7 separate regions of the Mus musculus genome follow, and regions 1, 2, 4, 5, 6 and 7 are each linked to region 3. A link is a contact called in public Hi-C, HiChIP or PLAC-seq and promoter capture Hi-C data. All regions are on one chromosome and are shown on one strand. The core of a region is the stretch at or near the end of the contact, and the rest is flanking DNA. Distances in the headings are between cores, read along the strand shown.

Evidence for each region. Promoter capture Hi-C pulls out the DNA fragments that hold promoters and counts their contacts. Hi-C and Micro-C count contacts between places; a contact is called where the count stands out from the background. HiChIP or PLAC-seq counts read pairs in DNA pulled down with a chosen protein or histone mark.
Region 1: a contact with region 3 is called in a promoter capture Hi-C map of hippocampal neurons, with 3 times the contacts expected there. The contact joins the promoter of Apol8 here to the promoter of Zfp647 in region 3. A contact is called at or near these places in 1 of 39 promoter capture datasets (hippocampal neurons) and 1 of 115 datasets of contacts at active chromatin or transcription factors (pancreatic cancer cells).
Region 2: an HNF4G HiChIP or PLAC-seq map of pancreatic cancer cells shows a contact between it and region 3. The contact joins the promoter of Ccdc166 here to the promoter of Zfp647 in region 3. A contact is called at or near these places in 1 of 39 promoter capture datasets (liver) and 1 of 115 datasets of contacts at active chromatin or transcription factors (pancreatic cancer cells).
Region 4: an H3K4me3 HiChIP or PLAC-seq map of bone marrow-derived macrophages shows a contact between it and region 3, with 6 times the contacts expected there. The contact joins the promoter of Eppk1 here to the promoter of Zfp647 in region 3. A contact is called at or near these places in 2 of 115 datasets of contacts at active chromatin or transcription factors (bone marrow-derived macrophages and pancreatic cancer cells) and 1 of 9 other capture datasets (liver).
Region 5: a FOXA1 HiChIP or PLAC-seq map of pancreatic cancer cells shows a contact between it and region 3. The contact joins the promoter of Iqank1 here to the promoter of Zfp647 in region 3. A contact is called at or near these places in 1 of 39 promoter capture datasets (liver) and 1 of 115 datasets of contacts at active chromatin or transcription factors (pancreatic cancer cells).
Region 6: a contact with region 3 is called in a promoter capture Hi-C map of cranial neural crest. The contact joins the promoter of Zfp623 here to the promoter of Zfp647 in region 3.
Region 7: a contact with region 3 is called in a Hi-C map of CD4 T cells, with 4 times the contacts expected there. The contact joins the promoter of Scrib here to the promoter of Zfp647 in region 3. A contact is called at or near these places in 1 of 39 promoter capture datasets (neutrophils), 1 of 484 Hi-C or Micro-C datasets (CD4 T cells) and 1 of 115 datasets of contacts at active chromatin or transcription factors (pancreatic cancer cells).

Annotation. Positions count from the first base shown.
Region 1 is chr15:77,753,912-77,757,508 of GRCm38.p6, reverse strand. It overlaps Apol8 (apolipoprotein L 8), which reads left to right and starts at 2,236. Exons shown (of 4, transcript NM_001081970.2): 1 at 2,236-2,321.
Region 2 is chr15:75,981,035-75,984,969 of GRCm38.p6, reverse strand. Ccdc166 (coiled-coil domain containing 166) reads left to right here and starts at 2,685. Exons shown (of 2, transcript NM_146059.2): 1 at 2,685-3,169; 2 at 3,283-3,935. The coding sequence starts at 2,741.
Region 3 is chr15:76,923,363-76,927,242 of GRCm38.p6, reverse strand. It overlaps Zfp647 (zinc finger protein 647), which reads left to right and starts at 1,795. Exons shown (of 5, transcript NM_172817.3): 1 at 1,795-1,867.
Region 4 is chr15:76,118,173-76,122,013 of GRCm38.p6, reverse strand. Eppk1 (epiplakin 1) reads left to right here and starts at 1,819. Exons shown (of 3, transcript NM_144848.2): 1 at 1,819-2,905. It overlaps BC024139 (cDNA sequence BC024139), which reads left to right. Exons shown (of 16, transcript NM_001142968.1): 10 at 266-408; 11 at 488-590; 12 at 851-1,144; 13 at 1,331-1,555; 14 at 1,676-1,760; 15 at 1,878-2,011; 16 at 2,185-2,497. The coding sequence ends at 2,268. Gm52196 (a long non-coding RNA gene) reads right to left here. Exons shown (of 3, transcript XR_003951574.1): 1 at 3,765-3,841; 2 at 3,318-3,442; 3 at 2,866-3,237.
Region 5 is chr15:76,008,440-76,012,045 of GRCm38.p6, reverse strand. It overlaps Iqank1 (IQ motif and ankyrin repeat containing 1), which reads right to left and starts at 2,177. Exons shown (of 14, transcript NM_001370920.1): 1 at 2,101-2,177; 2 at 622-710. The coding sequence starts at 706. Fam83h (family with sequence similarity 83, member H) reads left to right here and starts at 2,548. Exons shown (of 5, transcript NM_001168253.1): 1 at 2,548-2,672.
Region 6 is chr15:75,938,716-75,942,552 of GRCm38.p6, reverse strand. It overlaps Zfp623 (zinc finger protein 623), which reads right to left and starts at 1,601. Exons shown (of 2, transcript NM_030199.3): 1 at 1,394-1,601.
Region 7 is chr15:76,067,663-76,071,477 of GRCm38.p6, reverse strand. It overlaps Scrib (scribbled planar cell polarity), which reads left to right and starts at 1,694. Exons shown (of 36, transcript NM_001310543.1): 1 at 1,694-2,249; 2 at 3,700-3,815. The coding sequence starts at 2,091. It overlaps Puf60 (poly-U binding splicing factor 60), which reads left to right. Exons shown (of 12, transcript NM_028364.2): 9 at 1-12; 10 at 161-296; 11 at 494-729; 12 at 851-1,296. The coding sequence ends at 1,150.

The DNA of each region.
Region 1 (3,597 bases), core at 987-3,486, 830 kb before region 3:
GTCCAATAATTGTGATTTAGATCCTGTCATTTTTACATTCATTCTAAATCCCGAAGCTGACACATCACATTTGGAGACATGACATCCCATCTGAGCAAAGACAGGACAGTTCTCTGAATGAGGCTGGTGGCCAGGCTGTGGTGGCTGGGAGCAGTGGTCGCCCTTCTCACTCCCAGGCTGTCATGCAGTGCTATCAATGAGGGAGATGTTTTTTTTTTCTCCCGTGTTTTGCAGTCCTGACAGGTTAGTCTGGGGTGACCATTTAAGTACATTAGAAGCCCCGTGCCCAGTGCTCAGTTGGCAGGTCCCTGTCCCCTTCTGCATTCTCCGAGAGGAGGGTGCCTGTCTTGGGACAGCCAGTGTAGCATCCAGACAAGCATTTAAAACGTAGCTTGTCTGCACCAGTGAGTGCTGGGATGGGAGTGATCATGGTGGCCCGATGCTTTGGCTGCTGATCCCTCCACCATCCACTAGATGGTGCTGTACCCTGCCTGACTTGCTCCCCAGTTTCAGGGTTGTTTCCTTTGCGTTAGGATCCCCGTGGCCGTCGTTGCCAAAGATTAGGCTGAGATGTCAAGCAGGACATCCTGGGACACTTGCTTCGGATGCCACCAGTCAAGCTGAGCTATTGAGTAGCAGATTTTCAGATGCTGAGGAGTTTCTAGGGTTCAAGATCTCTATGCCCTAACCTGCCAAGTGAGTCCTATCCAGGGGGTTCCATCCAAGACTGTTGGAGAGACCATGTTCTGGTCTATTCCATGCTCTGATTAGAAGGTCTCCGTTACTGCTCTCTGGCTCATAGGGGAATTTACCTGGTTCTGCACCTTGAAGTACTTTTGTTTGGCTGTTGAGTTAATATTAATATCAATCCTGGTATTGGTACCAGGTAAGGGGTGTGTGTGTGTGAAAACTTGATGGAAGGGAAATTATAGAAAAAAAATGATCCCAAAATTACCAGAAGCAAAAAGGGGGATTATGAGTGCCACATGTCAGAATGTTTATCTTAGTTTGAATCTTGGCTCTGCCTCCCTGGTTGTCTGACAGGGACTAAATCTGGCTCCTAAAGATGTGGACAGCCCAAAAGCTCTCATCCAATTGTCCTTTTGGGCATCACTCTGTTTCAGGGCCTATGGGGGGCGAGGAAACTGAGGGCCCAGTCAGTAGTGGGGTGATTTGCCAAGGGCAGACTAGTCAGCTGGATCACAGGCTCACATCTCCCCTGACTCCTGTTATCAGTATGTGAGGGATGAAGGCAGAAAGCAGGAGCTGTCCTGGGTGTCTGGATAGGCAAGGACACAAGGTGTGGGGACTAAGAGGGGCACATTGCCAAACACCATCCCCAGAGCAATACCAGCTCTGCAATCCTAAGATCACTGAGTAGACCATTGGGTGTGAGAGAGAGAGACTCTGAGTGTGCAGAAACGCACAGGCTAATTCCGTAGAAATTCTAGTCTCCCCATATAGCCAGGTCTGGCTCTAAACCTATCATCTTTTCATCTAAGCTTCTTCCTGAGTGCTGAGATTCTAGGTTTGTGCCACCAATGTGGCCTTTTAAGGTCCCACTTAGTGCTTCAGTCTCAGAGTAAATGGGCCAGCATGGGTCTCCACTCTGCCCACCAGGAACCTGTGTTTTCAACCGATGGATACATCACCTGTGCTGTTGACCCCCCCAAGGCCACTGCCCACCTGTGGGGTGGGGTTAGAGTCTCTACAGTGGGAGCCAGGTGCCACAGCCACTGTGGGAAGATGAAGGGGCAGAAAGAACAGGAGTGTCCCATTGTGGAGTGGGAAAGTCTCACTACAGGGTCAGCCACAGCAAAGACACGGAGGTGTCATGGTCACTGAGGCAGGATAGACTTGAAGGTGTATGTATGATAGAAGCAGGGGCTGGTTGGGAGGGGGGAGACTGCAGTGGGCTTGAGGCCTGGAGTGCTGACTAAAGGGGATTCAACTTGACCCTGAGAGATCATCAAGGACCCCTTAGAAGGAGCAAGGTGTCTTCCCTCCCTCCCTCCCTCCCTCCCTCCCTCCCTCCCTCCCTGCTCTGAGGATGCCCTGAAACCATCAGAAGGGATGGGGTTGGAGGGTTGCTTTGCGCAACTCTGCTCGGGTTCCAGCTGGGAAGAAGAGGGCTCCTATCAGGGCTGCACAGCCAGCCAGGAGCAGGGCAGGGCAGGGCAGGGCAGGGCAGGGCAGGGCAGGGCAGGCCTGGGCAGGGCAGGGCAGTCCTTCCCAGAACAGCCTTTCTGTAAACTGAGTCACAGCCCCCATCAAGAGGTCTACCATGCCCACATCAGCACCCAGCTGCAGCACAGGACCAGGTCAGTGCAAGGCTTTCCTGAGGGGCCAAAGAATGGAGACTGGGGACTTTTCCTTGCCTATGAACGTCTTTGCCTGGGGGTGGGGAGTGAGTAGTCACAAGTATGACAACAATAACAAAATGGAGAAGATTTTATCTGCTTATGAAAGGAAAGAATATTAATGAACCATCTGAGAAGATATTGAGACATGCTCCCCTTTGTTGCTCTTGCAGGTGGTAGGTGCCTTGACAGAGCTCCATAGAGGTGAGGGGAGCCAGGCAAGTCTTGGTTAAATTAACCCTGTGGTAGTTAACCCTATAATGGGTTGCTGGACCAAACTTTTCTCAGTGTACCTTGTGTGCATGCAGAGCTGGGCAGTATAAAAAATGACAGTGAAGACAGAAAAGGGACAGACACACGTGTAAAGGCCACTTCATCTCATCTGGTGAACTGGGGGACATTTGCAGGCCTCTTGCTGTTTCTGCCAGGCCTTTGTGTGCCTGGAAAATACCACCAGAAACAATTCTTACTGTGCCCTCACACACACCATCCCAGTGGGACAGAACTACTTTTAGCTTTCTGCCTACAAAGTAAGTTAGTTATTTTAAGGTTTTTTTTTTTGTATTTTTCTTTTTTCTTTTTCTTTTATTTGTTTTGTTTTTATTTTTTAGAAATAGAGTGTCACTGTGTAGCCCTGGCTGGCCAGGAATTTGATCTGTTGACCAGGCTGGCTTTAAATTTACAGAGATCCACTTGCCTCTGCTTCCAGAGTGCTGGCATAAAGACATGTGCCACCACAGCAGCCTAGACTTATTTTTCAAATGTGTGTGTGTGTGTGTGTGTGTGTGTGTGTGTGTGTAAGGCAGAGGACAACTTGCAGGAGTGAGCTCTGTCTTTCCATTATGAGGGTCTGGGATTGAACTCTGCCCATCAGCCTTAGCCACAAGCACCCTTACCTACTGTACCATTTTGCCAGACCTCTAGACAGATCTTGAAGAGGTAATCTGAAAGGCAGACAAAGTTCTATTAAAGGAGAATGTCCTTTGCACTACTGTCTACATAAAGGATTGGCTATGACGTGAGGTTCCATGGTTAGCGATGGCAGATGGGCAGCCCAGAGCAAGTACTGAAACAAAGGCAGGAAGTGGCAGGATTCTAAGCCCTGGTTAGATTCAGGACCCTGCAGAAGCAAGGAGAGAGAGAGAGAGAGAAAGAGAGAGAGAGAGAGAGAGAGAGAGAGAGAGAGAGAGAGAGAGAGAGAGAGAAAGAGAGAGAGAAAGCGAGCCCTGGGCAGTGG
Region 2 (3,935 bases), core at 1,436-3,935, 940 kb after region 3:
TCACTATTATTATTATTTTGAGACAGGGTTTCTCTGTTCAAATCTGGATGTCCTAGAACTTGCTCTGGAGACCAGGCTGGCTTCAAACTCAGAGATCTACTTGCCTCTGTCTCTCCAGTACTGGGATTAAAGGCTTGTGCCACTACCACCGAGTTACTTACACATTTTTTTTAAAGACAGGGTCTTATGTAGCCCAGGCTAGCTTTTAGCTCCTTGATCACCCTGCCACCACCTTTCAAGTGCTAAGATTACAGGATCAAACCTTCACATGTGTCCCCAAACAGTTAAGAATACAAAACGAGGAAGGCAAAAAACAGTTATAATGGTAAGGACAAAACTTTCAGAAACACCCCAGGGGGCAGCAGGAATGTTTGTCTGTCTGCCGATCTGGAAGCCAGTCATCTTTGTCTTTTGCTCCCTCTTGAAAGCTGTGTGTAAACTCCATGTAGCTGAAATCTACTTTTGTGAACAAGGGCCTCTCTGTATAGCTCACTCACTTCCTCCTCTGTATACAGTCACATGGGGGATATCAGCAGCTCTCTATGGTAGTCTTTCTGGCCCTGCTGCTTCTTCATCTAAGCTACCAAAAGCATTCCTAGTGACATCCTCAGGATCTGCTGCCGGGTGACATCTCCCCAAATATACTGAGGAACACGGTGACACTGATGGAGCCTGGCATTGCATGGCACCCAGGTTTCCTCCAACTGGGTTTTTCCCCAGTGAGGCAAATAGACAGTGCAATTCTCAATTCTTCCTTGTTTAGGAAGCCAATTTGGTTCTAGTTGATTGTGTCTTTTTTTTTTTTTCTCTCCTCCTCTCTGAGGTAGGGATCTCTGCACATAGCCTTAGGTGTCCTGGAACTCAACTCTGTAGACCAGGCAGGCCTCAAACTCAAACATCCTCCTGCCTCTGCCTCCTGAGTGCCAGGATTAAAAGCATGTACCACCACTGCCCAGCCTCGCTGATCATGTCAAAGGTCTCTTTTGCCTCCTAGATCTGTGATTGGTCAAACACTACAAACACTTTGGGCGTTGTGTTCGAGAGTACTTCTAGGTGATCTTGGCTGCTGCCCTTTTGCTTGGCAGGGTGATGGTGACGTCCCTGTACAGAGTCAACACAAGCCCGTGGTTTATTTGCTGCCACTCTGCTGAGCCCGCACCCCCCACTGAATGGTTGTCACCTCCGGTATCCACTAGCAAACCGGCACACTGCTGATGTTTTCTGATCAAGATTGAATCCTGTAAAGACACTGTCCGTATAGAGCTCATAGCAAAAAGGGAGACATTAAATCCCCGATGGACCCCTTGTATCCTCTAGATGTCTGGCTTACGGGCAAAGAAAGCTAAGAAGGTAGAATGGATGGGCCTCGTGGAAAAGTGCACTGGCCAAAAAATAAAAATAAAAAGTGGGCAAAAGAGTCCATTTTTAACCTGAGGGGCACTTAGCACTCATTAATGGCCCACAGACAAGCAGGAAGCACTAGGTCCCTGGCTTCTCTAGCTTGCATCTGGCACCTTCCTACGTGGGCCCTTTTAAATTTATCACAGATCTACTAAGGGACTGAGCCCATGTAAATGGAAAGGGGGGGAGATTTTGAACCCCAGAAGGATGGGAAAGTTTCTATGCCAATCAGAGAAGTAGGGAAAATTTTACCTCCCTGAAGAACCTAGCCAATGAGGAATTCGGAGGGGGGGGGGGATATATAGGTGTGTGTGTGTGTATATATATATATATATATCACTGTTTTGAGCCAAACTTGCAGACTAGCTACTTTTGCCCTTTCAATAGGTTGCGCAGACTTAGCAAGGCTGTAAAATAAAGTTTCCCTTTGGTTTGGCTACCGAGTCTCCAGCGCTTGGATTATGAAATGAAGACCGTTGTTCATCGTGCATTTTATCTGAAAGGTAGTAGCATTCCATCAAGGCTTTAGATGCCAAGCGTCCCCTTAGAAATGCTGTGTGGAGCTGAGCGTGGTGGTGAATGCCTTTAATCCCAGCACTCCGGAGGCAAAGGCAGGCTGATGTCTGCGAGTTTGAAGCCAGTCTGGTCTACAAAGCGAGTCCAGGACAACCTGAGCTTTGTTACACAGGGAAACTCTGTCTCCACAAATAAACAAATGTTGTGGGGAGGCTTCATCCTGAGAGCATGAAGACTTCACAAGGAAAGGGGGAGAGCTCGCTCAAAGCTGGATAGAGGAGGGAGCGTCGGTGAGAGTCCCCTTATGCTGTGGGGCCTGAAGCGCAGCTAGTGGAGTGAAAGCAAGAGCACTAAGACCCGGGTGAGTGGAGGCTGGGCACTTGGAAGTTAGTTCAGTGTCTTGAAGCTGAAGTTCTGCCTGACCTGCGACACTGTAACTGAAGAATCATGCAAGGATATAAGAAACCTTAGGGAATGAATGATTGAGTCAAGCCGTTGCCAGAGCAACAGAATGGGATGAGGTCGAGGCACTGCAACCAAGTTCTGTCTCCATAGAGGTTGTTCAAGCTGGACATCAACATTCCTAGAGCTACGCACCAGGATGCGAAAGCTGTGGTCTGGAGGGAACGCTTATATACAGATTGGCCACGGTGCTCTCTGATCCTTAATCCTGCCTGCTCTGAACCTCATAATCAGAAGACACACCCTTGAACCTAGGGTGCAGTTCTCCAGAATTTTCGGGTTAAGAAGGGAGAGTAACTGAGCTGGGGGAGCGGGTGGAGCACAGCGCTCTCATGAGTCCAGTTGGCTTGGGCCTCAAGCCATGGCGCCCAAGAAGAAGCGCGGACAAAACGCGGGGCGCAAGCAGGAAACTACAGAGCAACCGCTCTCGGAGCGCGCGCAGTACCTACAGCGCGAGTACGCGTTGCTCTCAGAAAGCCTGGTGGCCTGTGAGCAGCGGATCGACGAGGTGCTGCAGGACAACGAGTTCCTGAACAGAGAGGCGCAGCGCCTGCGCGAAGAGAACCGGCTTTATGTCGGTTACGTGAGCGCGCACGCTCTGCGCTGCGCCAACGCCGTCGTGCGCGTCGAAGACCAGAACCGCATGGATCTGGCGCAGATCCGGTGGCAGCGAGCGGAGCTAGCGTCCTTCTACCACGGCCGTGAGGACGGGGTGCGCGCTCAGCTGCAGGAAATGAAGAAGCGCGCGGAAAACATGACGCAGCGGGTGCAGGAGCTCCAGCCCTACAAGGCCAGTGCGCGCGCCCCCCGAGGACCGGGCGGGCTCCAGAGGGATGGGCGCGCTCCCTACCGGTGCGCTGATCGGCGCCCCCTGCTCCCCAACCCTCACCCCACCCCATGTAGGAGCTGCAGCTGGAGCAGCTGGCGCGAATCCGGACCCTGGAGCGCGAGCTGCTGCACATGCGCGTGGAGCACACGCAGCTCCTCCACGGGGTGAAGCGACGCTTCCTAGATGAGAAGACGGCTTTCGAGCGGGAGGCGCGGCTGCAAGTGCAGTCCCTGACGCGCCGCTCCGAGCGGGAGGCCGCACGTTCCCTCATTTCCCACGCACAGGCCCTCAAGGCGGACAACGGGTATCTCCGACAAGAACTCATGAGACTTCTCCAGAGGACCCAGTTACTGCAGGACATGCGACAGCAGCTGCTAGAGCAGCGGGAGCAGCTGCGCCGGGAGCATGTGGACTTGAAGAACCTGGAGCAAATGCACGGCTGGTTGCAAAGGGGCCCCGGGGGGCCACCGCTCTGGCAGCCACCCCAAAGCCTCCAACCCAGCTTGCGCATCGGGTCAACCAGTCACGTTTTAAAAGCCCAGGCTACGCCCCAGTCAGTTCCAACCTCCCGGGGCCAATCCATGGATCTGTCACACCGACCCTCCAAGACTCCATCTATATTGTCCAGTGAGTCTCTTCCGGGCCTATCTCAGAAGGCTGGGTCAGTGATTGCTCTCCGGAGTCCATCACATCCAGGATCTCGAGTCTCATCTCTGACTCCATCACG
Region 3 (3,880 bases), core at 546-3,045:
TGATGTATATATCCATACCCTCCAAAATATTTTTAGCCCCCCCCCCTTCCCTCATGTCTCGTGGACATCCGTGGCCTCTCTATATTGTGACTGCTTTAAAACTAGCTGCCTCGGGGACTGGTGAGATGGCTCAGTGGTTACGAGATCTGACACTCTCTTCTGGTGTGTCTGAAGACAGCTACAGTGTACTTATATATAATAAATAATAAATCTTTAAAAAAAAAAAAAACAGCCAGGCACTTGGGAGGCAGAGGCAGGTGGATTTCTGAGTTCGAGGTCAGCCTGGTCTACAAAGTGAGTTCCAGGACAGCCAGTGATATACAGAGAAATCCTGTCTCGAAAAAACAAAAACAAAAAAACCTGGCCCCCTCTGGGGCACACACACTTTAAAAATCCAAGAACAAAAACCTGGAGGCTCCATCACCCTGATCCACAAGAGCTGTTCTTGCTCCCTATCTCCCAGACATTTCCTCCTCCAGCCCCATGCTTTGTGTGTAGCCTCAGCTGTCCTGGAATTTGTTCTATAGACCAGGCTGGCCCCAAACTCACAGAGATTGGCCCTCTGACTCTGCCTCTGCCTCCTCTGCCTCTGCCAGTATTTTGTAACAGAAGACACGTAACCACTACAATTAGAGAAATAAAAATTGAAGCCATAACGGAGGGTAGGATCGAGTGCTACTGAGATACTATATGCTTATACTAGAGTCCCTGACTTTAATTTCCAGCAGAGAATATGTGTGCATACAGGGCCACTAAGGGTCAGTCTGAGGAGCTGCGCACCACGGTATTTTGTTGTTTTATCTTTTGAAAGGGCTTCTCAACAGGTCAGAACCTGAAGCTTGCCAGTGACTCTAGACTGGCTGGCCAGAGAGCCCTACACAGCTCGGCCTTGTTCCGCCTCCCCTGTGCTGGGGTTCTAAGCAAGCACTATTACACCCAGCCTTTTCACATGGATACGAGTGATTAAACTCAGCCTCGTGCACGTTTGTCAAACACCCAGTCTGTTGTACATTCCTCTAGCCCTGGAATAACTCAATTTTTTTTAAAGATTTATTTCATGTATGTGAGTACACTGTAGTTGTCTTCAGACACACCAGCAGAGGGCATCAGATCCCATTACAGATGGTTGTGAGCCACCATGAGGTTGCTGGGAATTGAACTCAGGACCTCTAGAAGAGCAGTTAATGCTCTTAACCGCTGAGCCTCTCTCCAGCCCCGAATAACTAAATTTCTAAAAGCCTGCTTACACCAAGTGTGGGCAAATACAAACAACAATTGGAACTGTCATACACTGCTAGTCTAGGGAATGTGTTGATGAGGACACAAGACAGACTGGCCGTCCCTTAAGAAGTTGAACACACACTACACTGTAAACTAAACCCAAGCAGCCCGAGTCAGCCTGATGGGTCTCGAGACCAGTGGTCCAGGCTGCCTGGCCACCAGGGAAATCGCTAGAGGGCAAGCACAGATCTTGGCGGAAGTGACCGAAGGCCCTCGGGAGAAGAGGGGCGGCAGGGAGGGGGCGAGGCCGGGAGGCACTCGGATTTGTAGGGACTGCGGCCGCCGCTTCCGCTACAGCCTCAAAGAGCAGGCGCGGTCCGGGTCAGCACGCGGTCTCTCTAGGCACAGCGGAGGCCTACGCTCTCGGTGGCCCCGGGGCGCAGGGCATCAAGTCCTGCAAGAAGAGCTGGAGGCGGACGGCCATCCGATCCTCCCGCGTCCCGGTCCGGGACTTGGGGTGGGGGTTGGGGGTGGGGACCTAGGGGCGGGGTCCCCTGAGATTGACGACTGCGCAGACGGGGCGGGACGGCCCCTTTGTCTTAGGGAGCCGAAGCTGCCGCCACAGGGCGAGAGGTTGCGGCAGATGGTGAGTGGCGCTCTGTCGGCTGCGCGGGACCCTCTCCTTCATCCGCACCCAAAGCTCCGCGCCCTCGCGTATGCCAGCCCTTCCCCCCGATGGATGGCTGCGGCCGGGCTGCTGACCCAGGCTGCACCCTCCGGTCCCTCGAACCCTCCAGGCCCCTCCCCGGGACCCTTCGCGGTGGCTCCCGCTAGCCCGGTCCGGAGTTCAGACGGTTCTGATGTGCATACGGTTTCCTACTGGTTGGTTAATTTGGTTTGGCTTGGGCAGTGGATGAGGTTTTGTCTGGTGAAATAACCGCGTCCCAGACTGCCCTGGAAGTCCTGGGTTCGCACGATCCTCTCCCATAACCCGGACTACAGTCAGGGCCACCATACAGCATTTTAAGTCCCATGCATCCTCAGCAGCGAAGGACATTTCTTGTCAAACTGAAGGTGCTCCGCTCTGCTCCCCATTAGCCCAGCTTCTTCTTGGATTTGTTTTATTTTTCTGCTGTTGCTCTCTTGTTACTTTGCAAAGGCCCCTTTTAATGGATGACAACTTCTCTAACGTGGCATTTTCTTGTTTAATTTTTTTATATGTATTTATGTGCTTTGCCTGCGTGTGTATCTGTACTGTATATCATGTGCATGCCTGGTGCCAACGGAGGCCAGAAGAGGGCATCGGGTTCCCTGGAATTGGCTGTGAGCCGCCATGTGGGTGCTGGGAATCAAGTGTGGGTCCTAGACGGGGGAAAAAAACGTGTGCTCTTAACCGCTGAGCCATCCCTCCAGCCTCCACATGTATGGCTCAGTTAGACACCTGAATCTGGATGTGCTGATGAGTGCTGCCATCCCCATCTCTGCCGCTTAGTAGCTTACTTGGTGAGTTCCAGGCCAGTAAGAGACCGTATTTCCCCGCCCCCGCCCCCCCCCCCCCCAATGGTGAAAGGTTTCTAAGGAATAACACCTAAGGTTGTCTGCTGGCCTCTATGTGCTTGCTGATGTGTAGGTACGCACGCACACACAGGAAAATTGTATACAATAATAGCTCCCTTGTATGTGGGCGATGAAGTATGGGCACAGCTGTATTCTCTAAGGCCAGAGAAGGACATTGGATGTCATGCCCACTGGCCCATCTCCCCAGCCCACAGTAGTTCTTTTAAATGTTACTCTGCCTAGCATCCTGACATAGTGAATGCATAGTGACACTAGAAGCAGTTTCCTGTGGAGCTCTCTAGAATGATTGGAATCAGGCACTCCTACTAATGCGTGTGGACATTCCTGTCACTAACATAAAAGGAAGGTTCCCCTGAGCTCCACTATAGAGATACTTAAAGCTGGGTGGACATTAGTTCTGATATTTTGCACACTGGGGATTTCCTTGTAGGGGACACAGAGAAGTGGAATGGGACTAACAGGTTAGAGCTAATAAGCCACCTTACCACCATATAGGTGACCAGTCCCTGGGGCTTTCTTGCCATACAGATGTTTCAATTTCCACCTCTGCGTTTGTCTTTTAGCTGTTTGCATTCCTGGTCAGATTGACCACCAGCTTGTATTCTTTTTCTGTATGTTAAAAACACACTTCCCTATGGGTTTTTTTTTTTTTTTTTTTTTTGCTTTCTTGTTTGTTTGTCTGTTTTTTACTCCATTGAGAAAGTGTCTTCTTTGATTTTATTTACTTATTTTACAACTAGAAGGATCTTGGTATTGGTTTTGTTTTATGGGCAAAATATTTCCCATTACAGTATTTTGGCTTCTTGCTGTGTTTTAAGGGGCTTCCTTACTTCAAGATTATTTTTCTAAATAATCCGATTTTGTCTGGTACTTGTAGAGTACTGATTCTATATGGAATTTATGTAGATAAGGGATGAAATTAGAATCCAGCTTCTCTCCTCTCCCCCTCAATCGTCCCCACTAACAGTATCTGTTGGATACTTTATCTTTTTGCTTACTTGAAAACGCACCGGTGTCTTACACTAAATTCTTCCCTGTGCTCGGGCCTATTTGGGGAGGAATCTTGTGGTTCTCAGATGTG
Region 4 (3,841 bases), core at 570-3,069, 810 kb after region 3:
GACCTTGCTGGCTTTCTTCACCTTGCTCTGAGCATCAGCACAATGTGGGGTGTGGCTGCCCTCCCTACACTGAAGAGGCCTAGGGGTAGAAGGACTGGGCCAGCATGTGTGGTCCTCTTGCTAAGGTGATGAACAGTGCAAGGCACTAGATGAACAGAGTAAGGGAGAGGGCTCAAGATCTGAGACCCACGGAGGCAAAAAGACTTTGCCCTTCAACTTTTCCCGCTCTGAAAACCGATAGTACATCAGGCTACTCTGACGGCAGGAGTTCCTGTGGGAACAGCAAACCCTGGCAGTGTCATGGCTAGGAAGGAGAGGAGCTGCTGACTATGGGAGCACCTGCCACTTGGGCCTGCTGATGGACCTGCAGGGCTGCCGGGCTGCCATGTCTAGCCCCTCCTGCGAGAGGTGAGCCTGCTCACCAGCTGCTCCCACCCCACTCACACTGGCCCTCTACCCTGCTCATGGCTGTTCATCTCTTCTCCAGGATACACACCCTGGAAGGGGTGCTGCTGCTTGTGGGCCACCTTGTAGAGAAGTTGGTCTTGTGCCCCCATAGACTGAGCCAAGCGGAACCCTTGGGGATCAAGGTGGGACCAGTGGCCAGAGGCTCTGGCCTGTACTGTAACTGTGTAGCAATCCAGGGTTAGCCTATTGATACTGGACACATCTGTCCTTGAGCCACACCCTCTGTAAGACCATTTGGAGGTGCTGGAAGGCCTAAAGTGCTGGGCAGAACTTCTAAGAGGCTCTGGGGGATGAGGACGTTGGCTCAAGAGAGGTGGTGAAGTGGTGGGCAATTTTGGCATGGGGTCCTCCAAGTTCCCTAACATTTCCCCCTAATGCATAGGTGGTACAAGCCCACAGCTTGTTAGAGGAGATGCCTCCGGCCCTCACCCCAAAGTACTGGACTCGAGCCCCAAGGGAGATACTGGCTTTGATGAGTCTTGACCAGGAGCCGCCTGGGGATCTGGCGAGTAGAGCTAAGGCTTGCCTCCTGGGGAAGATTCCAAAAGAACTGAGCTGGAGGCCATGGTGGTCAGAGGTCATGGAGAACTGGAGTCTTAGGAAGCCAGAGCATAGCAAGAGGAGCGAGGACAAAAGGGACCAGTGGGAACGGCTGGAACAGGGCCACCAGGTACAGGTAAGGGCAGATAGATCCATAGATCTGGGCACATGAAAAGGACTTGGTCTTACCTCCCAGCAAGGAGCCAACATACACCAGGGTCTTGTAAAGACACTATCTGTATTGACTTGGTCATAAAATAAAGTGGTCTGGGGTGTGCTTTGTACCCGAAGCCACAGGCAGCATTGAAACATTTCCCAGTAGGATCCTGCAGATAGCTTCCTGTCAACTGAGGAGCAGGACAGCGTGGGACAAGGCTGGCCTAGCTATAACTGGGGGAGACGTGGGCCTCTCCACAAGGTCTCCATCACATTCAAGCCAGGGCTCTCCAGTGGCCAGAAACAGCCCAATAGCGTGGTCAGAGCAAGAAACCCAGAAGGGTCAAGTGCATCAGGGGCCAGAGGCAGGCCCAAGGTCCAGGGAGCCTTGGTAAGCAGGTGTGAGTGTGGGCCTGTAACGGTGGGGAGGACAGAGCCCCAGGAACTGCCCCAACCCCTGTATTGAAGGCTTGGTGTCATAACCCCACTCCCCCCACCTCTGGCTCCATAGGCAGCTCGAGGAGCCATGATGGTTCGTGTTGGAGGTGGTTGGGCAGCTTTGGATGAATTTCTGGTCAAAAATGACCCAGTCAGAGGTGAGAGCTGGGGTAGGACAGGACATGTAAGTCATCAGGGTGTGGTGGTGGTGGTGGTGGATGGGCAGGAGAGGTGTGCCATCTGCTTTGGCCTAGCGACATGGGATCTCTGAGCAGCAAAGGGGAGAACCAGCCAGAAGATCCACGAAAGGTTCCTGTGCTGGACTCCTAGTGTGCCAGCCCCTGAGGTCATCACCCTGAGGCTCTGGACCTCCAACCAAATGGGCACTAACAGACCCCTGTCTCTGAAGGTGAGAGCTGGGATGGGCTTCAGAGCTAGGTCCTCCTGATGCTAGGTCCTCCTGATGCTAGGTTCTCCTGATGCTGGGTCCTTCAGATGGACTGAGGAACTTATTTGAGCCCCAGGGGGGTGGGAAATGTCAGGGAGCTGAATGGTGAGATGAAGCCTGGCCACCCCTTGCAGACAGGGCTGCCAATTGTCAAAGACCGCAGAGACTCCAGCTCCTACAAGGTCAAAACCTCAGAGCAGTCCACTGAGGAGCTGTGAAGACTCCAAGATCCAGAAGATAGGGACAGGAAACCGTGGCAGAGCATGCTCAGGGACTGAGCAGGAGCTTGGAGCACACAGAGTGGGGTTGGGTCTCTCACCAGGCTGGCCTCGAACTCAGAAATCTGCCTGCCTCTGCCTCCCAGGTGCTGGGATTAAAGGCGTGCACCGCCACTGTCCCGGCATGTCTCTCACTCTCAGCAATAAAGAGGAGTTTGGGGAACTGAAACTCTCTTTGGTGGGTCTTCATTTCCCTTGCAAACTTCATTCAAAAGCCACAGAGCCCATGTTGCTCTCCACTCCCAACCCAGAGCAGGCCCGCATTCTTTTTCAATGACTTGTAGTAGGGAGGGAGGGAGGGAGGGAGGAAAGGAGGGACTTTGCAACTCAACAGCCTCTCCCAGCTTGAGTTGCTCAGAGGTAGCCCTGCCCCATGCTTTAGTTTGTGTTCACCTGCCCACTCCACCTGTCCTGTGGGGTGCCCAACCTGGCTTTCAGCCCCGCCTACCGCCCTCAATGGGGAAGGGACTTGGGTCAACATAGGGAGGGGCCATGCCGATTTAAATGCTTGTGGCGCGGGGCTCCCGGCGTGGAGGGAGCGGAGAGACAGAGGACCGCGCCAGCCTTGTCACGACAGGTGAGGAAATGAGGGCAGTTTGGAGAACCGAAACTGAAAAGCTGTGGGAACCAGAGGCCAGCGGCCCCAGGCGGACTTAGTGAGGGGCTGCGGGACCGTTCTGGGCCCCATTTACCTGGGTCATCTGAGCTCAGATGGGAGGTGGGAGGCCCCTGAGTCTTGGGATCGTTCGGGAAACTGAGGACCCTGCCAGGCTGCTGTGCGGTCTCGCGAGGGTGTGGGTTGGTTTCTAGCAGATGTGTGGTGTGCTGTTTGGCCCTGCAGGTGCTGTAATCCTTGTCCATCTAGGGTGAGCAGCCATAGGGATATAGCCCTTGGGTGGTATCAAGATCCTTGGGAAGAAGAGGACGGGGTGGGGGGAGGGTCGGGGGGCAGGGCTGCGTCCCTACCCCCACTTGCTTATCATGCCAACCTTGGCACGAGGTCACTGACTCCTGGGGCCCTTCTTGATGCTGGTTTCAGTGGGGGCAAAGGCCAGATTTTCAGTCTCCATGTGCGCTGGGCTCCATGTGCCTGGCTTCCCAGTTCTGTTCTGATCTAGCACAGAGCAAGCAACAGTTGTAGCGGACCCTTGTGCCCATCCTTGTCCCTGCCTGGGGTGAGGGACCCACCCTTCAGTGTGGTGACAAAGGGTGTTCGATACCCCAGAAGTCCTGACTCTCTTTCCTCTTGGCACCTAGGGAATCCTGTGGTGGGCTTCAAGGGAGACAGGGAGAGCTTCATCTCTCGTAACTCTTTGCCTGGGGAATATGTGCTGCCTACCTTCCCCAGCCCCTTCATGACTTACTTATGCTGCTGCCCCAAAGCCCAGGACCCTGATTTTTTACCTTTATCAACACTACCTGGGTCTCCTGCTCACCTTGATGGAGCTCTCTGTACCCCTCGGACACCCTGACTTCTTGATCCATGTGTCTGGTTGTCTTCCCAGACAACCAA
Region 5 (3,606 bases), core at 928-3,427, 920 kb after region 3:
GTAGGCACAGGGGCGAGGGAGACCTTTTTCTGATGCTCTGCAGGAGCCAGCCCAGGCTGGCTGTAACCCTTCATCCTTCCTGGAGGTGCTTACAGACAAACAGTCTGAAGGGGAAGGCAGGACTGTGGGATGGTGAATAGACAACCACTTAGCATGAAGATTCCCAACTCAGAATCAAGGCCTGCTTTTTCTCAATATTGCTTTGTTGCTGTTGTTGTCGTTTCCAGACAGGGTTTCTCTGTGTAACCCTGGCTGTCCTGGAACTCACTCTGTAGACCAGGCTGGCCTCAGACTCAGAGATCCGCCTGCCTCTGCCTCCTGAGTGCTGGTGGCAGTGTGCGTCACCAACGACCTGCTTCGATATTTTTTTTAAGCTATCTGCCCCTCCAATCTCCTCCTTACCCTAACACTGTACCCTCCTGAGCACTGTACCCACACCCCTTCTCCAGCTCTAGAAGTTCGGGGTGCAGTGGACATCTGAGCTTTGAGTCACAAATCTATCATTCCACGCCCAACTGAAAGATCTCTTGGAAACCACTTGGAGAGAAAGGGTTTCTGTGTGCCTAGTGGTCTCGTGGTCAGTGTTGGGGTAGTGCCCTGGAGGTCAGAGGGGGCACTCACCAGCAGTAGCTCGAAGCTTGGACCCAGGGAGGAGCGCCTGCCCCTTCCCTGATGCAGCTTTGGGCCCCCCCTTCTTAGTGCTCATTCTCCTGGGGGTGGGAAGGAAAAGTCCAGGGATGGTACATTCAGGAGGGCAGCGAACAAGGCAGTGGGAATACTGCCCCGGCCCTGGATGAACATGCAGCAGGAGCATAGACCTCCAGCATGTCCCCCAGCCAGCTTCTTGGTCCACCTGCCCGCCCCTGGTGGTCTAAGGATGTGCCCAGTAGCTCGAGGAAGGATACCTAGCAAGAGGATGTGTCCCTTTATGCTGGTACCCCCGTCCTCTACAATTCTGGATCTGCCTGTCCTTCTGTGTTCTAACACCATCCTCTAAATCGCTGGGCTAGAAGCTCAACAGCCTGAGCTCTGCGGACTTGCTTTCAACTACTGCCAACGTGGGTCTGCTGAACACAGCCCCTCCCCACCCGCAAACCCTCTTCCTTCTTGGCCTTGGGAATCTCTGCTGTCTGGTTCTGGAAGCAATGCCCTTCTCCCTAGTATACAAGGCAGGCCCCCCATTCACTCCTCTTGGAAGAACTTTCCGCTCCTGTTTTAGTAGGGTCTTCCAGTGCCCTAGAACCCCTCACAGGGCCAATGAATAGGAAAGCGGGTAGTGCAATCGCTGACTCCATACACTTATGTACCCACTAGGCTGGGGCCGCAGGGCTCCAGAGTGCATTTGGGGATGGAGTTAATGAAATGTTATCCTAAAAGTAGGACCAGAAAGTGACTGAAAGTAAGCTGTCTTACGGACAATGTTCAGGCAGGTGGCAGACACTGAGAATCTAGGACAGGAGAAGTGGTAGGTAGGAAGCTGGCTTGGACATGTGACTGAGTTCAGGGCACGGCATGCGTAGAGGAGTGGGTTGGAGGGAGGGCTGGGTAGATTAGGGCTCTAGGAGGAACTAAGTCCTTAGGTGTACGGGTGATGTGTTGGGGTCGATACAACCATGAGGTTCCCTGTCTGTAGAGGATCCAGTACTTGCAGCATCTTGGGTGCAGCCTCTTTTAATGTGCATGTATTAAGACGGGACCTTTGTGTCTTCAGTTGGTTTGCACAGGAAAGGATCAGTGGGTGCCAGGACCGACACTGTTGGAGCAGTTTAGAGAGTGATCCTCATGTGAGATGGGGACTTGGGGGGTACGATTGGTTTGCGGGATTCTGTGTGGCAGAGGGGCTTCTGCTGGCGGATCACTCCAGATTCCCTTGTGCCTGAGGGGTCCCATGGGTACGGGTGAGTGCGCAGGAACCTTTATGGTTGGGCAAATGAGTGGGGAGGTCCGTGGAGTTCCTATGCTGTCGGTCTCATGCGCGAAGATGAGCCTGCGGGGAGTGGACTGGGGAAACTAGAGGTGTGTCTGCGAACGGTAGGGCGGTCACTTGAGTGAGATGGGTACCCAAACACCCCCCCCCCCCCCCCCCGTCTGAGACCTCACCTGCCTCACCTGCCTCTCGCAACACAGAGGCCAGAAGCTCCGCCCCTCGCGTCGAGCTGGCCAGTTTCCTAGCGACTAAGCCGGAACTTCCGAGTTACCCCAACTTCCGGGGCGAGGGTCAGGGGTCGGCAGTAGGGGCTTTGAGCGATCGGTTTTCAAATAGGTTCAAGGGGCTTCAGTGTCCGGAAAGACGAGGCTCTAGAAATCCGGAGCGGCGCTGGCCAGGGTCCGGAGCGCAGCTCTGGGGCTCCACCAGAGCGCTCAGGGGTCGGGGTTGGGGTGTGGGCTGGGGGCGCCAGTGAAGCCACACTGGGAACCCGGGATCGCGGCCGGGGTCCGGGGCGCGGAGGGCGCAGGAATGCGGGCGCGTCGGGGTGGGGCCGCCCCGCCCAGGTGCTGCCCGGACAGGCAGGAGGCAGAGCGCGGGCGGGGCGGGGGCGGGCGCGTGAATCAGGCCGAACGGGCGGGCGGGCCGCGGCGGGGAGTGGCTGTCGGACGGACGGGACCGCGAGGCCGCTGGGCGGCGGTGGGCTCCTGCTGCCCCTGTGCCGAAACCCCGCTCACCTGGCCAGGTAGGGCTCCCGCCCCGGAGCGGGCCGGGCACAGCACGGCGGGGCGAGGCACACGGGACGGGAGGCTCGGGCCTCCGCGCGGTGCCACCTGGGTCTGGTCTCTGGACCTGGGCCGGGCGGTGCAGTGAGCGCGTGCTTTGGGACTGGGTGGGAGACAGGGAGACTGCGCTCCGGGGCACTGGGTGAGGGATTTTCCAGGGTCACGCTGGCAAGTAGGAGACTGAACAGTGCGATTCGCTCTGGCGGCCTAGGTATTGTCAGGACATGACCTGTACCTTTCCCGGAGCCTCTCCCCGAGCCGCCATGAACCGGGGTGTCTAGGGCTGGGTCCTTGTGTGGAAGGCAGGGAAAACTGGACTCTCCTAACTCCTGATCTCATATCCCTGGACTGGATCGGCAGATAAGATACCTGGCCTGGGTAGCCGCTAACTTCCTGGGGTACAGTAACACCTTTGGGCCTTGCAGTGCCTAACCTGAAAGCTGTATAATTCATCGACTTCCGGTCTTCCTAGGTTCTTCTTGTCCCCCACAACCCCAATCCTTCTTGATCACAATCATCCTGTCATCCTCTTTGTGTAGTAGCCTAAGGTCCTCAACCATGGATCCCCCTTCCAGACCCAGGAACACTACTACCTCCTGCCAGACAGGAGAGGAAAGGGTCATTTTCTTGCCCTACTTGTGGTGAAGGGCCTGGGGCTAGCTTCAGGTAGGAGGTCAGGAACAAAAAATTCCTGCTGAGTCACTGGTTTGGGTGGGATAGGCTCCTTCCTTAAGCAGGGCCCCACTTGGATAGGCAGATGTCAGTGAGCAGGCTGTTGGATTCATCGCTGATAGGAGTGGTCACCGCCCCGTCTATCGTCAAGGGGCGATGTGTACCAGTGAATGATTGTAAGGGCATTTAAGGTCGTGTGTGACTTCTGTGAGGTCAGGTACC
Region 6 (3,837 bases), core at 352-2,851, 980 kb after region 3:
TGGGTGCTGTGTGTGCAAGGCATGCTATTTGAGGTCAAAAAGAATAGAGCGAGTGACTGGCTGCTCTCTTAGGACTCCTATTCCAACCTCTACCTCTAGCCCCTACATACAAGGATCCTGCTGACACAAACAGTCTTCTTTTCCTAACAAGCCCAGGGCCTTTTAGCAGCCATTTTCCATAAGCCAACAGAGCAGTCAGAGGGCTCTGTGATTTACTTCAGAGACACCACTTTGTTCTAGCCCACTGCTTCTCTGGCATCCCGTCCACTTCCAGATCAGACCATAAGTCTTGTAGGGGAGTGGGGGTACTTTCCCAGGTCTACCCTCTCTCTATATCATCCTCCAACGCATTCCAGAACCAGAAATCCACCCCCAAGGCTCCAGGAGTGTCCATAGCTGCATGTGTTGGCTTGTGAGGTTTCTCTATACCTCCCATATGAAAAAAGAATGCCATCATTATGCCAAGTATTAAAACAGATACAATGCCACATCCGTGACAGGAACAAAGGTCTGCTCTCTGCCTTAAAACTTGATGTGTATATGTTTGTTTGTGTGTGTGTGTGTGTGTGTGTGTGTGTGTGTGTGCGCGCGCGCGCGCGAGGGGCATGGGGAGTCTGATTTCTTCGTGATCAGAAGACATTTGTTTCTTTCATTGTAATGGGTCTCAAAGGAACGATGTCTAGAAGAGCACAGGGCGATTGTGAATATCAGCTCTCCACCTGGAAAACTACTTGAGTTTAGAACTGTTCTTCTGCTAATATCCCGGGAAACCTCTAGCATAGCACTCAAGCCCTGGGGACTCCTGGACCACGGTGGGGCCGGGTGCAAAGAGGACTAAATGTCCCTGGCATTATCACAGAGATGTCATAGACGTTGACTCAGACACTTCATGGAATAGAACAGCTTGTATGACACCTCACCCCACCTAAGAATCCTCCTTCATGACATACGGAGCTGATTCTGTCCAACACACATATTATCTTCAACCCCTGAAGCACTGGGGTGCCTGCACTGCATCCCCTCGGACAGAGGCCGAAAGGACTGAGGGAAGGCAGAAGGCAGGAGGGCAAGGTCCAAGCCGAAGAGCAGCGTGGCGCGCACCTGCATTCCATCACCTGAGCGGCTTAGCCTTCAAGCAGCCATCCGGGGGCCCGACCTGCAGGCGCCGAGGCCGAGTGTGCAACCCTCGAGGGCCTCGATGTCTGCGGACGATCGGTCCATGCATCTACCGCCCGCAGCTCGGCGAGGAGACGCAAGGCTCCGGCCCGAACCAAGCGAGGAGCTACGGACAGAGGCCAAAGCGAAGTGCAGCCGGCCCGGGACACCAACCAACTCGCTGAGCCCCGCCGGTCACGAGCCCGCCCACCCGCGCGAGCCGCTCCGCCTCACTCACCCGGAGCTCGGCGGCGAGAGGACGGCGCGGAACCAAGCCGAGCAGCATCCAGGCGGGTAACCCCGGGCGGCCACAAAGCCCGCACCGCTGCCGCACGCCCCGGCCGGAAACTGCCCGAGGCTCCGCCCGGAGGACATCCGTAGGCACTCTAGGATAAGAATGGGGGCCGGGGCCGTCTCCCTGTCACAGACTTCCGGGCCAGATTCCTGCGGTCAGCCGGAGGACCCAGTGCGCAGACGCGGTGGCTGAGAGCCCTGTTTGCGCACGTGGGTGTGGGATTAGCGGCGAAGCTAGGCAGTAGATGTCGTCAGACTTCCCTGGAAGAGCTGGGAAAGGCAGGCTCTTTAGAGAGCTTTTAGTAAAGATTTCTTGTTGGTTGTTAGTGATGGTTCTGTATGTAGCTTTTGGTTTTAGCTTTGAGCGTTTAGAACATCTTTATCATTATCTTATGTGTGTATGCCTATGGTGGAAAGACAACTTTGAGCCGCTGTGCCTATGACACAACATCTTTGTAATAAACCACTGGAGACTCAGAGTAGTGAAATCGAGGCAGTTTATTTTACAACTTTGCAAAGTCAGGTGTGAGCCTAGAATGCCAAGCTCACTCACTGATGGAGGCAGAACTTTATTTTATTGTGTGTTTTAGTGTTTTGCATGTGTGTATGTCTGTTCACCATATGTGTGCTTGGTGCTCCTGGAGGCCAGAAGAGGGCATTATATTCTCCTGGAAATGGGATTATAGACACAGTTCTTAGCTGCCATGTGGGTGCTGGAAATCAAACCAGGATCCTTTGGAAGAGCACCAACCAACTGCTTGATCTTAACCCCAAGGAATCTCTTCAGCCTCGTGGAAGGTACAACCTTAAGAGTCATCTAGGTCTTAACAAAAAAAAAAAAAAAATTGTGTGGGTTTATCTCTATATTTTATATCCTGTTTTTAAAAAATCTGCCACTGAAACTGCACAGTGCCAAGCCTCAGCTGCCCTCCATGAACTGTTCATGTCTTCAAAACCAGTAAGTACCACCTGGGTGACTCTTATGCTACCAAGTTCAGCTGCCAGCATGAGGGACAACCTTGGCTGCTTCTGGAACACAGCTTCTGTGTAGCTCTTAGGAAATACTTAGAAAGTTTTTACCTCAATGATGCTAGTTTCTTCTTAATCACTACTAATTCTTCAGCTGTAGCTGACCAGCATCGAGTATCACAGCAAAGCAAAGGTTTCACTTTAGTAGTCCTGGTATCTTGTTCATTACAGCTGATTCTTCAGCCTCAGCTAACCTGAATCCCAGAATCTTTTTTTTTCCATTTTTTATTAGGTATTTAGCTCATTTACATTTCCAATGCTATACCAAAAGTCCCCATACCCCCCCCCACTCCCCTACCCACCCACTCCCCCTTTTTGGCCCTGGCATTCCCCTGTACTGGGGCATATAAAGTTTGCAAGTCCAATGGGCCTCTCTTTGCAGTGATGGCCGACTAGGCCATCTTTTGATACATATGCAGCTAGAGACAAGAGCTCCGGGGTACTGCTTAGTTCATATTGTTGTTCCACCTATAGGGTTGCAGTTCCCTTTAGTTCCTTGGGTGCTTTCTCTAGTTCCTCCATTTGGGGGCCCTGTGGTCCATTCAGTAGCTGACTGTGAGCATCCACTTCTGTGTTTGCTAGGCCCTGGCATAGTCTCACAAGAGACAGCTATATCTGGGTCATTTCAGCAAAATCTTGCTAGTGTATGCAATGGTGTCAGCGTTTGGAAGCTGATCATGGGATGGATCTCTGGATATGGCAATCACTAGATGGTCCATCCTTTCGTCACACTTCCAAATTTTGTCTCTGTAACTCCTTCCATGGGTGTTTTGTTTCCATTTCTAAGAAGGGGCAAAGTGTCCACACTTTGGTCTTCGTTCTCTTGGGTTTAATGTTTTTAGCAAATTATATCTTATATCTTGGGTATCCTAAGTTTCTGGGCTAATATCCACTTATCAGTGAGTACATATTGTGAGAGTTCCTTTATGATTGGGTTACCTCACTCAGGATGATGCCCTCCAGGTCCATCCATTTGCCTAGTAATTTCATAAATTCATTCTTTTTAATAGCTGAGTAGTACTCCATTGTGTAAATGTACCACATTTTCTGTATCCATTCCTCTGTTGAGGGGCATCTGGGTTCTTTCCAGCTTCTGGCTATTATAAATAAGGCTGCTATGAACATAGTGGAGCATGTGTCCTTCTTATCGGTTGGGGCATCTTCTGGATATATGCCCAGAAGAGGTATTGCTGGATCTTCCGGTAGTACTATGTCCAATTTTCTGAGGAACCGCCAGACTGATTTCCAGAGTGGTTGTACAAGCTTGCAATCCCATCAACAATGGAGGAGTGTTCCTCTTTCTCCACATCCTTGCCAGCATCTGCTGTCACCTGAATTTTTCATCTTAGCCATTCTGAC
Region 7 (3,815 bases), core at 445-2,944, 860 kb after region 3:
ATTACAGCTCAGGTGAGAGCTGGTGCAGTGATGAGTGTGGACAGTGGGTGGACAGACCCACTCAGCCTTTGGGAACTGGCTCTTAGATGGTTTGGGTGGGAACAAAGAACTGACTGTGAGAACAGACTAGAAACTGACTCTGCTTGTCTTTTGGTTGCAGGAAGCAGTGGCTGGAGCAGCAGTGCTGGGTACTTTAGCCACACCAGGACTAGTGTCCCCAGCACTGACACTGGCCCAGCCCTTAGGGGCCCTACCCCAGGCTGTCATGGCTGCCCAGGCCCCTGGAGTCATCACAGGTGAGTCTGAGTTGATCAGGTTCTCTTCCATTCCTTTCCCCTCTCCTCTAGGGTCTGTCTTCAGCTTCCCAACCCATACTTACTTCGGTGTAATCCCTTGAATCCAGGACAGGCTGGCTATCGCCAACCATCTCTTTACTCTTTCCCAAACAGGAGAGTGTATGTGTGGCTATTAAACTCGGTTGGTTTTGCTGCAGGTGTGACACCAGCCCGCCCTCCTATTCCGGTCACCATCCCCTCTGTGGGAGTAGTGAACCCCATTCTCGCCAGCCCGCCAACGTTGGGTCTGTTGGAGCCCAAGAAGGAGAAGGAAGAGGAGGAGCTGTTTCCTGAGTCAGAACGGCCAGAGATGTTGAGTGAGCAGGAGCACATGAGCATCTCGGGCAGCAGTGCTCGCCACATGGTCATGCAAAAGCTACTCAGAAAACAGGAGGTAAGTAGGTGGGCTCGTGCCAGGCCCGCTCTCGGCGGTATGAATGTGAAGTAGTGGGTGATAGGTCGCAGCATTCAGGTGTCTTTCCCACAGTCACAGCAGTCAATTGTCTTTCCTACAGTCTACAGTGATGGTTCTCCGAAACATGGTGGACCCCAAGGACATCGATGACGACCTGGAGGGAGAGGTGACAGAGGAGTGTGGCAAATTTGGTGCTGTGAACCGGGTCATTATCTATCAAGAAAAACAGGGCGAAGAGGAAGATGCAGAAATCATCGTCAAGATTTTTGTGGAATTCTCCATGGCCTCAGAGACTCACAAGGCCATCCAGGCCCTCAATGGGCGCTGGTTTGGTGGTCGCAAGGTGGTGGCTGAAGTGTATGACCAGGAGCGTTTTGATAACAGCGACCTCTCCGCGTGACTTTGGCCTCATTTCCTGGACTTGCACTTGCCCCTTCCTTCCTTTGGGTTTTGTAAAGTGTTAACCGTGGTGTGTCCCTGGGACCAGGCACTCTGCCCAACCCACCCTGTAGTGTACATAAAGATGCAGATACCACTGGCCCTGAAGTCCCTGTGTCTGAAATTGGTCCTGTGACCCAAGCTGGTTGTGTGTGGAATGTCTTATCAGGGTTCCAAGGCACCAGGGACAAGGAGGGCGTTCAGCCTGCTGTGCAGGGGTGAACAGGAGGGACCGGGGTGGACAGGCCTTGCTTTATCTTCCTTTGTGGGGAGTGCTGGCTTGCAGCCTTGCTCACGTGGATAGCTCTGAGAGCTGTCTGGCCCTGAGATCTGTAGGATCCAGGACCAAGAGAGCATTTTGTGGGCGGGCGGGCATCTGAGTTGTTACACCTGCTAGTATGGGTTACGCCAGAGCGAGGCCGGAAATCCCGACATGCCCCGCGCGAGACCGCTACGGGTCGTCGGAGACGCCACGCCGCGTGGCCCTTTGGGAGCTGTAGTTTTGAGCAGAGAGGGCGGGCCTAGGCTTCCCGGCGGGCTGCGCGGCTGGGCGGTTGTCGCGGGCAGCGGCGGCGGTTCCGGCTGCGGTGCTGCGGGCGGATGAGCTGCTAGGTGAGCAGGCCGGGCGGGATGCGGAGCCGCCGCCGCGCCCCCAGCGCCTAAGAAAGCGCTGCCGGGTCAGGCCGTGCTGCCAGCTGTGTGCCGCCGTCGGAGCCTACAGCTCGTATTGAACGCGGGCCGAGCCGAGCGCCGACCCCGGCCACAGTCCGGGACCCGGCTGCCCGCCCCACCCCCGCGCGCGCCGCTCCGCCCGCGCTCGGCGCTCATGCGGGCCGAGCCCCGCCCCCCGGCCCGAGCCCGCCGAGCGCCTCCCGAGCCCGCGCTCACTGCCCGCCCGCATCATGCTGAAGTGCATCCCGCTCTGGCGTTGTAACCGGCACGTGGAGTCGGTGGATAAGCGGCACTGCTCGCTGCAGGTTGTGCCAGAGGAGATTTACCGCTACAGTCGTAGCCTCGAGGAGCTGCTCCTCGACGCCAACCAGCTGCGCGAGCTACCTAAGGTGAGCGGCCGCCGCACCTGCTGCCCCGCGCTCAGTTCTCGGGGTGGTGTATGACTTCTGGGGCAGCCGGCTGGAGCGAGATCTCAGCAGGCGCTGCCCGAGCTGGGCACCGCAACCTCCAGCCGGCCCTGCAGGTTCCTACTGGTCAGAGCCCCGCCCCAGCCAGCCCCACCCTCCTCCAGCCGCCGGTGTTGGCACCTGGTGGCAACCTGTCTGGGGACTAAGTAGATACTGAACCTAAAAGGGGAGCCAACAGAGAAGCCCATGAGAGCACAGGAGGAGGATGGGTCCAGGGTGCGAGACCGACCCGGGTTAGCAACTGTTAAAGCTAGTTGGGCTACTTTAAGGGTAGGAAGTTGGTTTTCTTGCACTGTGTTCTGCCTTCGTTTTGGGAGGAGAGGTTTGCAGTGCTGAGTGGGACTCTCCTAAGATACTTGCAGTGTCAGATCTATTCTGTCATCGCTCAGCGGAGAGCCCACCTTTCACTGTCTGTGTTCCTTCCTGTCGGGTTTGTTTGGGGTTTTTTTTGTTGTTGTTGTTCTGAGGCCACACTAGAAGGAAGGCCAAAGGAGGCAGGTTATGTAGGACTTACTTTTCTGAGATAGGGGACTCAGTGGTCTGATATTCTTGCCGGCTGGTGGCGTTGCGGGTGTTCTTCATAGACCTTTATGGTATCCGTGTGTGAATCTTGGACATTTTGCACTTGTGTTTCTCTCTGGTGCCTGTTGTTGTTATTGCTTTTTTTTTTTTGTTCTGTTTCTTGAGACAGGGTTTCCCCTTCGTAACCCTGGTTATCCTGGAATTCATTCTGGCTGTCCTAGAACTCAGAGATCCACCTGCCTCTGTGGGTACTAAAGATGTGCACCACCCACAACCCACCCCAGTGCTCTCTGGTGTTTTTATTGTTGTTCTCTCTTTGTTAAGCTCTTGCTGTTCATTGTTGGGGTTCCTGAAGAGCTCCAAACTCCTTTAGAAGAGGTAGTTTGGATAGTAGGTAGGATACTGAGAGTGACTGACCCATAGGGCAGAGGGCAGGGGCTATCCATTTGGGAGCTGCTGATGTCTTGCCTGGGGCATGTTATCTGGGTGACATCTGGGTAATAGTGAGAGGTGGGCTTTCCACCGAGAAATGAGAGCGTAGGTCTGACAGTATCTTAGGAGAGTCCCCCTCAGCAGTTGCAGAGTATCATTGCAGAACAGCAGTGGTACATGTGACAAATGACACAAGGGAGACCAGGCATCAGGTGGGCAGGGGTGTGTTTTGCAGGCTTCTTTGTCTGGTTTTTCAGCACACTGGGTATCATGGCTAGAGCCGCAGAACCTTGTGTGACCTGGGATACAAAGAGGTCCAGGACCCTGTGGCCATGATCCTCCTGGTTTGGAAACTCTCCCATACCCATAGGGCTTTGGCTATAGAGCCTGTTCCCCTGATCACATCTTCTGCCCACAGCCCTTCTTCCGACTGTTGAACTTGAGAAAGTTGGGCCTCAGTGACAACGAGATCCAGCGGCTGCCTCCTGAAGTGGCCAACTTCATGCAGCTGGTGGAGCTAGATGTGTCCCGGAA